Linked DNA regions of Oryzias latipes: region 2 is linked to region 1. Evidence: chromatin contacts called from public Hi-C data. All regions are on one chromosome and are shown on one strand. The core of a region is the stretch at or near the end of the contact, and the rest is flanking DNA. Distances in the headings are between cores, read along the strand shown. Region 1 has its middle 9.7 kb from the start of LOC111949230. Region 2 holds the start of adamts1 (ADAM metallopeptidase with thrombospondin type 1 motif 1).

Region 1 (4,733 bases), core at 2,181-4,680:
TAGTGTTGAACTAGGCTTTCTAACTGTTCTACTTTCTGTCTGCCACTCCTGGCTAATTTACATGTGAGCACACAGCCGGGGGTTGGGGGGGGGGCTAACTCCACTCCTGCAGCAGGGGAGACTGATGAAAAGCTTGAGGATGTAAGATTGAATAAATAAAATCCTAGAGTTGACCAGTTCATTTTATAAATGTAAATATTTTTTATTTTGGTGCTGATAAACTAAACAGAAGTTATGATAAAAATATTTGCTTGAGTCAAAATGTCCAAAAATTTGCTTTCAGCACAATAGGGTGATTAAGGTGGTTAAATGTTTCTCGTACGTATAGTGCTGCTTTTCAAACATGGAGCTTTGTAGGACGCATCTAATTCTGAAATCTCAGCTTCCTGAGACAAACGGCTGATTTCCTATGAAGCTTGATTATATGATCATGCTTCATGATCATTTATGAACATATATAGCTCGTCCAAAATTGTCATATCCATGGGTTCAGAATGGAAGTTTCATCAAATCTATTTAATTTCAGTGAGATCAGACAAGGAATGTGAACGTGAGAGCAACATTTGTGCATGGCGAGATACCCAACTTCGCCGCTCTGTCACGACCACACCCTCGCGTTGAAAGATTTGTTTTTCATCAGAGTAAACTTCAATGGTTTTTCAACAGGTGGACGTCATTTTGAGGTGTGTTTGCTCATCCTACTTGGAGCAGTGATGCTCCAAGTAAAACATGTCATTTCCTGTTGCCAACAGGTGGCGCTACACCTGTTTCGGATTTTTCCACTGCAGATGTGTTCAAAGTCAGACTACAATCATGCACAACAAATTTGGATCAGATTAGATTATTTATGGCTGAGTAATGGCCATTTTTCTTTTCATGGCGTGATTTCGAAACGACCTCAAATTTTGACGCGCCGCCACGGTCACAAACAACCGTAAAAACTTAAAAGCTTCGCAATTTAAGATCGGACATGTGTTTAGTTTACAAAACCAAAGTTTGGAGTCATTGTTCAAAAATCTCTAGGAGGAGTTCGTTCTAGAACGAGGCCTGCAAATGACCAAAATACAGCAAAAATGACATATTGACACCAATATAGCAGACTTCCTGTGCGACTGACAGCTTGGTCCCAAGAGACTTTTTTGTAGGTTTCTATCTGATGAACATGTCCTGTAAAAATCAAGCTTGTATGTTAAAGAACATGGCGGGGCTCTCAAAAACAAACATGGTAGGTGGCGCTATTGAGCCGTTTTTTGTTCACCCATGCAAGTGCTGTGTATCTAAGTTGGAGATATGTAAGAGGCCTCTCATTCTGAAATCTCAGCCTCGTGATACAAACGGCTGATTTTTTATGAATTTTTAATTATCTGACTGCAACGCAATCAACCACTTCCTGTTTGGCACTGGCTTGCGCAGGCACCGTCAGGTGTACACCCATGAAACTTTAGACGATGAGAGAAGACCCTTATGAGTATCTCCTGTTGTAATTTTATGAATGTCGGACAAAGCACAGAGAAAAGATAGGTCAGAATGTGACATAAAATGTATTTGTCAATATCTAGGTGGCGCTATGGAGCTCGTCCAAGATTGTCATATCCATTGGTTCAGAATGGAAGCCTCATCACCTCTATTGAATTTCAGTGAGATTGGACAAGGAATGTGCACGTGAGAGCAACTTTTGTGTGCATGGCGAGACGCCCAACTTCGCCGCTCTGTCACGACCACACCCCCGCATTGAAAGTTAAGGCTTTTTATCAGAGTAAACATCAATGGCTTTTCAACAGGTGGACATCATTTTGAGGTGTGTCGGCTCATCCTACTTGGAGCAGTGATGCTCCAAGTAAAACATGTCATTTCCTTTTACCAGCAGGTGGCGCTACACCTGTTCTGGATTTTTCCACTTCTGATGTGGTCAGGGTCAGACTACAATCATGCATATCAATTTTGGATCAGATTGGATTTTGCATGGCTGAGTAATGGCCATTTTTCTTTTCATGGCGTGTTTTCAAAATGACCTCCATTTTCGACGCGCCGCCACGGTCACAAACATCCGTAAAAACTTAAAAGCTTCGCAATTTAACATCGGACATGTGTTTAGTTTACAAAACCAAAGTTTGGAGTCATTATTCACAAATCTCTAGGAGGAGTTCGTTCTAGAGCGAGGCCTGCAAATGTCCAAAATGGAGCAAAAATGACATATTGACCTCAATATATCAGACTTCCTGTGCGAGTGACAGGTGGGTCCTTTCAGACTTTTTTGTAGGTCTCCATCTGAAGAACATGCCCTGTAAAAATCAAGCTTGTACGTTAAAGCGTATGCGGGGCGTCGGGACAAAAGTCACTGTAGGTGGCGCTATCGAGCCGTTTTTCTGCGCCCATGCCAATCTCCTATAAAATACGAAATTTTTCGCGACTCCTGATGTGTGTGCCAAATTTGGTGAGTTTTGGGGTATGTTAAAGGCCTCAAAAAGGCGACTCTTCCGGTAGAATAATAATAATAATAATAATAATAATAATAATAAACATTCGAATTACAATAGGGTCCTTGCACTCCGTGCTCGGGCCCTAAAAAGGAGAAAGTTTACATCAAAGGAGATAAGATACAAACCCGTCTGGTGCCTAATTCGCAGACACTCTGAAGACTCCATACAAAACAGTTTACCTTTGAGAAAAATGATGGTTTTTGGATGGATAAGAATATTTTAATGAAAGAAGAACCACTGGATTAAAGCAATCACTTTAGAGAAGTTGGAGGATGAGAAGCTTCTCTTCAGTTCTTCTGCTGGCCTGAGTCAGCACAATCACACGCAAGAATGTTAGTACACACAGATGACCATAGTTACTGTTGCTGTTTGGCTTGGTAGTCCACACAGAACCCACCTCCATTTCCATTCAACCTTTGCTCCAACAACCTCTCATGGGTTATGCGCCCTTTTTTCACACATATACTGGAGATAACTAAAGACCCTGTGACGAACGGTGGCCTTAAAAAAAAGCACAGCTACGGCCACATTATCACCAGCAACCTGCACCTTCTTTACACTATGCGTGCATACCATCCATGCATGCATGTGTGTGTGTGTTTGTGCAGCTAATGAAATCACAGTAATCCTCAAGACCGATAAAGCCCTGTTGGTGGCAGCCGGAGAGGGCTCCCAGACCAGGGACCAGGAGCCGTAAGCTGCTTTCCTTGTGTCAGCCGCCACATGCCTGCACCAAGACACAGCCAGCACAGGTGTGATGGACAAGTCCAGAAGGAGCCGGGAGCAATTCGATAATCATCAAAACTTCATTCAGGATCTTTATTTTCTGTCATTTACTCAAGCTTTCTGACAGAAGTAACTATTGTCTGTCTCCCTTGAGCCACCTTAAAAACCAAACCCTCATCTGGACTACACAAGGCTGTAGCAGAGGGTCATACTGCGGTACAACACTGACACCAACGGGTAAAAATGGAAAACTGCACCCTGAATTCTCTTAAGGTGGACCAAAGCTGATAGAACAAGCTTAGCTCAGTTTCATAAACGAGCTGCACATTTTACCAGAGTACTTTCCAACAAGTTGGTCCTTATTTTACCAAAAAAGGGGATGTTTTTATCCACAGAGGACCCAGCCATAGCAGTGACCTCAAGGCACAGTCCCAGTAACAAGAGGTGGTGTCAGCCAAGCCAGACATGGTGGATGCTGTGGGCCAAAGTAAATCCTTAAATGTGTGTGAGTGCACTCTATCCCCACAGGGTAAAAAAGCTGAAAAGGATTTAGCTACTGTTTAAAGTGGTTTTTGTGCTGGAAAAAGTTTAATTCAAATCTTCCAATTACCACATTTATTTTTTTTCGGTGAACCTTTTAACCTTAAACTCATAACTCAGAACTTTGATGTTTTATGTTATTTTTCTATTTGTTCTGACACAACAAAGATTTAAAAAAAACATATTTACTTTAAAGAACGGCACACAGTCCATACTCAAAGAGAAATATATGGGTCAAATCCCAAACTTGTTTTTTTCCATCTTTTGACTTCTCTGTCCCTATCTGTACCTCTGCATCCCTGTGGATGAGGATGAAAGACTTTCAACATCAAGCACATTAGACTAATAACCAGAGAGGCCTGGAGATGATAGACACAGAGAGATAAAGGCAGAGGCGATTAGATAAAATAGGAAAGATGGAGTACACAATAGCCAGAAGAGAGAAAAGGAAGACGATAGGAGCAGTGAGACACACCGCAGGACCAAAGATCTGACAGAAGACTAAATCTACACGGAGAGTTTGGGGATGGTAAAAACAACAACAGATAATCTTATGCCAAAGAATTTTGACACACACAGTGCACTTACATTTACGACAATTCAACCCAGTTCAAAGATAGTTTATTTAAACAAATGTTACGTTGATCAAAACTTAAATTTGAAATGCCCATACCACCCGGACACAGTTTCGTATTGATAAATATTTACCCCATTATTTAAGAAAGGTTGGAGTAATTTGGCCTTCCACTTCATGTGTGGTTTGCTGATAAACTTACCCTGCAGCTTTTCTATTATACTACTCTTCCATTTCCTTGATCTTCTCTGCTCAGATCAACTCAGTTTGAGATCATTTCGGTTTAAAATAAGAAGTCATAGATGAGCTAAACTCCCTGGATGTCTTTTTTTGCAACATAAAATGGAAGCAATGGAGGACATTAAGGCAAAGGTCCTCCGCCTACTTTTTACGTTTTTTTTTCTTTTTCTGTT
Region 2 (5,457 bases), core at 1,973-4,472, 250 kb before region 1:
GGCGTGGGAATTATTCTGAGATCACTAAAACCTTCCTCCTATTTTATTCTGAAGCAAAATTATTTTTATAAAAGTCCCTTTGTTTACTGACCTTAGGTTTGAGAACAAAGAAGTATCCCGTTCCCTTGGCCCGGCACACCAACTTGCAGCGGTCTTTGGGTGAAACTCCGGCATACTTGGGCACCCATTCGACGCCTTCGCCTGAACCCAGCGACACCTGAGCTGACATGTCATTGTGGGCCAGACACTGTTCCTCACGGAATGACAAACCTGATGATAAAAAGCAGGAAGACGGGTCAGATTTATTGCAACACTAAGAAGGCAACTATTAATTTGAAAACTGCAAATTAATTTTTTCCAAATCTGTAACAGAATGTCTTACCATTGGTGTCTGGGCAGGTCTCCGTATTGCAGGAGCGATACTGAATTCTCTTGCCCTCACAGAATTTCCCTCCATTTTTTGGTAGAGGGTTGTCACAGGAGCGAAAGGAATACTGAACTCCTCCGCCACAGGTTCGGGAGCAATCGCCCCAGGGTCCCCATAAGCCCCAACCACCATTGACTGGAGTCTGTAAAAAAATAAAAAATAAAATCCGTTTTGATCAAGAATAGGCCCAAAATGTGTTAAAACACAGTCTCTTATGGTCAGACAAAGCAGAGGTCAGTTGGGTAGAGTGATTCCTACCTGATGTTTGGCAGCCTGGCTCTTTGTGAGACATTGTCCAGCCAGGCAGTAGCTCTCGGTCCCGCATGCTGTCCCATCGGCCCAGGGGAAGTTCTTGGTCTGGCACACCATCAGACCACTTGGTAAAGTCACAGTGCACCACAGAACTGCACAAGTGCTACTATGCTCTTGGCAGTGCTTGGAGTCGTCGCCAAAGATAAGGCGGCACTGGTGGTTCACATCATAGACTGTTCCCGGGAGAGGCTGCGGGAGCGGCTGAGGCTTGACAGGCTTGTCCAGCAGGCACTGGCCATAGCCATTGTCCAGGAAGCTGGTGATCATGAGGGCTGAGCAGGGAGACCATGGCTGCTGCTGGTCCAGGTTAGACAGAGTGGAGGCCATCATGTGGGATCCCCAGTGAGGCCCGTTCACACCAGAGCAGAGCTGGGCATCATCGTGCGGCATGTTGAAGACGTGACCTGGGATGTATGATACTTTTAATGCCATGCTTGAGTTTATGCACCACCATGCGTTATACTAACACATCAACACTCGTACCCAGCTCGTGTGCAACTGTAAAAGCTGCTTGGAGTCCATCATCCTCAATTATTGAGCAGCTTCTTTCAGGGTCGCACACTGTGCCGACATCTGCCATGCCCAGGGTATCACAGTTCTTGGCACCGCAAAGATCCTAATCAATCAGATGGAGCTCAAAATCAACATCCAAAAACTCTTTACCACAACTTTTATCTATTTGTCATTGGACCTACCGTCCTGGTGAACAGCACCGCTGTGTCGTAGTGCTCCGGGTGGCGGTCACTTGTGGGGTTGTGTTGCCGCTGCCACTGGCAGAAGTTGCGGAGGGTCATGGCTGCGTTGGATGACACCTGAGGGCCCTTTTCCTCCTCGTACACCACCAGAAGCTTCACCACCGCCAGGCTGATAGAGTTATGGATGCTTGGGTGACGATAGAGGCGGGATGCCACAGCCATGATGGTTAGGAGGTAGGGTTTGAGCCCTGCACCGTGGAACTCAGCCATGGACTGATCTGCCACCAGCATGATCTCGAGGTAGCGTGGGGTGGAAACGAAACGCCTGGTTCTTTGGCGAGCTGTAAGGAGACCAGAAGAACGTTAATGGGATATTACTCTGTTAGAGACCAGCGGCTGCCTCATTGTCACACCACCCATGGCTCCTCCTCCTCTACTTCAGGGACTCTAAAAGTGGCCTTCTCTAAATTTGTGACAAAGCCATAAATTCTTGGGAGAAATAAACTCCTTTGGGGCGACTTGTACCAGGAGTTTAACCTCTCAGCGCCAACCAGCTCCAGTTGTCCCCATCGCCTGCTCCCCCCTCCTTTATTCCTTCTGTTTCCACGAGTCCAGCCCAACACACACATGCTGACATTTATTCCCTCCCTCCCTCCTTTCCTTCCTGGCCGCGCGCTGACAGCGCTGTCAAAGGGTGGCTGAGTGCACTGAGCACGCTGTACAGGGCGCACACATCCATCCAGAACTCTGGAAACACTTTTGGAGTAACAGAAACATTCTTTCCTCGTAAATTTGTTTAAAATTTGTCAAAGTTTTGCGTACTTTTTGTAGAGTTTCTGCTGTGAAAGTTTGGGTTTATGCTGAGAGTGAGTGATGGTGTGTGAAATGCGCGCGAGACTACCTGTCTGTTCTGCGTTAGGGGCTCCGTGACTGGCCTCCTCTCCCGGATTCTTTGGCATTCTCTCCTCGTCCTCGTTGACCCCGCACTTGGAGCTCCCTTCCTCCTTGTGAGCCGCCCGGCTTCTGCGCCGAATCGAGTGGACCTGGTCCAACTCACTGGAGTCGAGGGGCTGAATGAAGTATTCATTCCCTTCAAAGAAGAAGCCGCCGCTCAGCCCGCGGCAGAGGTTGAGCGCAGCGGCGGAATGCGCCTCTCCATTCACGGTGCCGGAGAAAAAGCAGCCCGGTTCCGATCCGCTGTCGGATCCAGCCAGTGCCGGCACGGACTCCGGGCTCCCCACAACATGGAAAACGAAACCCGGCGCCAAGAAGGTTTGGTCAGGTTCGAGCCGCAGAATCAGCTGTTTTCCAAACACGTCCAGCTGATAGACCCTCATCTCCCCGACTTTCTGCTCCTCTTCCGCCGACAGAGTCCGCCACGGTTCGCGCTGGTCCGGCTCCAGCCGGACCGGCACCACCGTGCTCTCCTCCCAGGTGCAGAGCGCTGCGCCGACGCACAGCGCGACGATGGAAACGTGTAGAAGCCACATTACGCAGCGCTGGGATCCAACAAGTAGTAATCAGAGCAAAGTCCTTCAAACAGCAAAAAAAGGAATCCTTTCGATATTTCTTCCACAAAAGTGTCCACAAAATTACGCACGCGCACACAAATAATCTTCAGAAAAATCCAGTGCAGAACTCAGAGGAGCATCTCCTATCTGTCTTTGCAGGAGATGCAAACCAAAGCTGGAGATCAGCAGTAAATTCCAGTGGCTCTCTTTATGCTCTCAGACTTTTTAGAGGTCAGGAGGCAGCTTTCTCAGACCGTCTAGTCTGCTGTCTGCTCTTGCCTTGCAGTCAGACCCGAGCCGATCCTCCTATATATAACTCTCACCCCCCTCCCCTGGCCCGGGACCACCCCTTTCCTGAGGGCCCTTTGATCTTGGCGGAGCCAAATCCCGTGCGCAAGGAAAACGCAGCAGCGAGTTGGAGCGCTGCCACGATAATCAATCATCCTGGTGGAGTGGGAGAGAATCTTTTTTCCCCCCTCAGCCTGTGCCTTTCAAAAGACTCATAATACAAGTCAAACCAATACATTTGTGTTCGGAGACCAAATCCAAACTAAAATAAAAAAACTTCGTTGTGAGTGCAGATTTGATTTTAAATTCACTTTATTTCAGTTTGAGATGTGGGGACAGCCGCTCTCCGGGACCCCGGCTCTCCACCTTACAGCCAAGCCGGCTTTGGCGCGCCTCAGGAGCGAAGAGGGGCTACTGAGGTTTTAAGGTGGACCAGCCAAGTGTTGCTACGTTTTTCCAAGACTTCCAGCCCTTAGACCCCCCCCCCCCCCCCCCCCCCCACACACACACACATGCTTTCTATTTGCGTTCCTATGCACAGTACAGTTGAATTTAATGAAAATCACTTTTAGCGCGAATCCTTTAAGCCTAGATAATAATATAAAACCTAAACATTTTAAAAATATTGTAAGTTTTAATAACATGCAGTTCAACATTAAATTTAAAAAAACAGTAATAAATAAACATATTTTCGCTTGAAATTATGCAAAACTAATAAAAACTTTAGTTTGAGAGCAGAAATTTCATACAAGTCCCCCTTAAGAGGATTGGCCCTGAAAATATAAACTATTGCAGTTCAATTGTTATCCACTGAAGGGCAGACATGTTCTTTATACTTCATACAGGGAATGAGAGCTGTGAGAGACAGATTCTGATGTTTGGTCGACAGGGGGCGCTGTGGGATTAGAAGTACAGACTCCCAAAATGTCAAAGCAGGATTTGATGAGGCACGCGGGGGCGACGTGGAGAGTTCAGGTCACCAGCAAGGAGCCCAAATCATCTCTGATTTTCAAGAAATGATGTTTGATGTTCTCAAAAAACAGTAACGCGAAAATGCTTTACTGACTTAAAACAATTGAAATGTCAATTTTAAGGCACAACATAATGAAACAAAAAATTACATATGAATCAAAGTCAAAGCAGAAATAGAATTAGAAACCTGAATGGAAACCTGGGAAATCTGTGTTGTTGATTTGATCATACCTTGCAGGGATTCAGAGGTGTTTGGGAGGATTCTGTGACAAATTGGGGGAATCATCACCCTCACCTGTCATCACGAGATGCTTGATGATAAATTAAACTGATAAAATAAACTGATGGGTGCTGTACGTGCAATTTCTGCATGATGTACATTTTTTTTAATGTTTTGCATACTTCCTGTTCAGTTGCAGCGCAGGCAGCGAGGTTAGACGGGGCGATCTTTAGAACAGGGCGTGCCTTTTGCTAACTTGGTGTGAGCTACCAGTGTACTGCTTATACATTCTTACTTTAGATCATGTATTTCATGCTTGCCTATCGTTTATGTTTTTTAGTGTTTGGATCTGACGTAAAGTCACTCTGAAAAGACAATAGGGGAGACAGGAAGTAGCTCAAATGTAGAAGGGAATCGTGAGTTCACGTTTCTTTCTTCTTCTGTGGTTGTAAATAAAGTTCAATAGGAGTCTGTTATTTTTTGAAATAGTCTGACTGACTACAAAAATGGCAGATTTCTCAAAATTAATTGAAACGTGATGTAATAAATAATGGAGAACCAATGCTGGAGCTTAACCCTTTAACAACAGTGTTTACGTTCTTTTGACTACTGTAACTCTTCAACCGTTTACGCAATTAACATCATAAATTGCAGAACTAGTTAATTTATAACGCAATCTAAGTAAATGGGAGGATTTTGTTGCACAGAGAAGAGACTTTGTGCCATCATGCAACACTTTATCTGAGTTGTGTGTTGCATATTGGTTTTCTCGGATTCACGTTGATTAAGTCTGCATGATATGAGAAAAACTTGTGATATGCGATATTGGTGATCAATATTGCGATGGCGATATAACTTGCGGTACATGAACAAATAGCAAAACAACCAAAATCATAATTTCCATTTCACTGCAACAGTTTAAAAAAACACACTCCAAATGACCATCGTCTACATAGGAGGCGAACACCCAATATATATTTTAATAAAGTCATCTATCTATAAAAGGGCTCCATCCGATTGGTCAACAATGTA

What was found. Hi-C and Micro-C count contacts between places; a contact is called where the count stands out from the background.
Region 2: a contact with region 1 is called in a Hi-C map of fibroblasts, with 6 times the contacts expected there. The contact joins the promoter of adamts1 here to the enhancer-like site in region 1. A contact is called at or near these places in 4 of 5 Hi-C or Micro-C datasets (embryo, fibroblasts and gastrula embryo).

The regions. Positions count from the first base shown.
Region 1 is chr2:21,583,243-21,587,975 of ASM223467v1, reverse strand. No RefSeq gene overlaps it. Among protein-coding and RNA genes, the nearest start is that of LOC111949230, 9.7 kb to the right of the region's middle. Within about 2 kb of position 3,430, at least 5 of the 8 cell types and tissues checked have an H3K27ac peak or open chromatin away from gene starts, as enhancers often do. A contact at or near this core is called in gastrula embryo, where this site is marked.
Region 2 is chr2:21,831,209-21,836,665 of ASM223467v1, reverse strand. It overlaps adamts1 (ADAM metallopeptidase with thrombospondin type 1 motif 1), which reads right to left and starts at 3,222. Exons shown (of 8, transcript NM_001104716.1): 1 at 2,336-3,222; 2 at 1,435-1,775; 3 at 1,223-1,355; 4 at 686-1,143; 5 at 383-569; 6 at 92-270. The coding sequence starts at 2,924.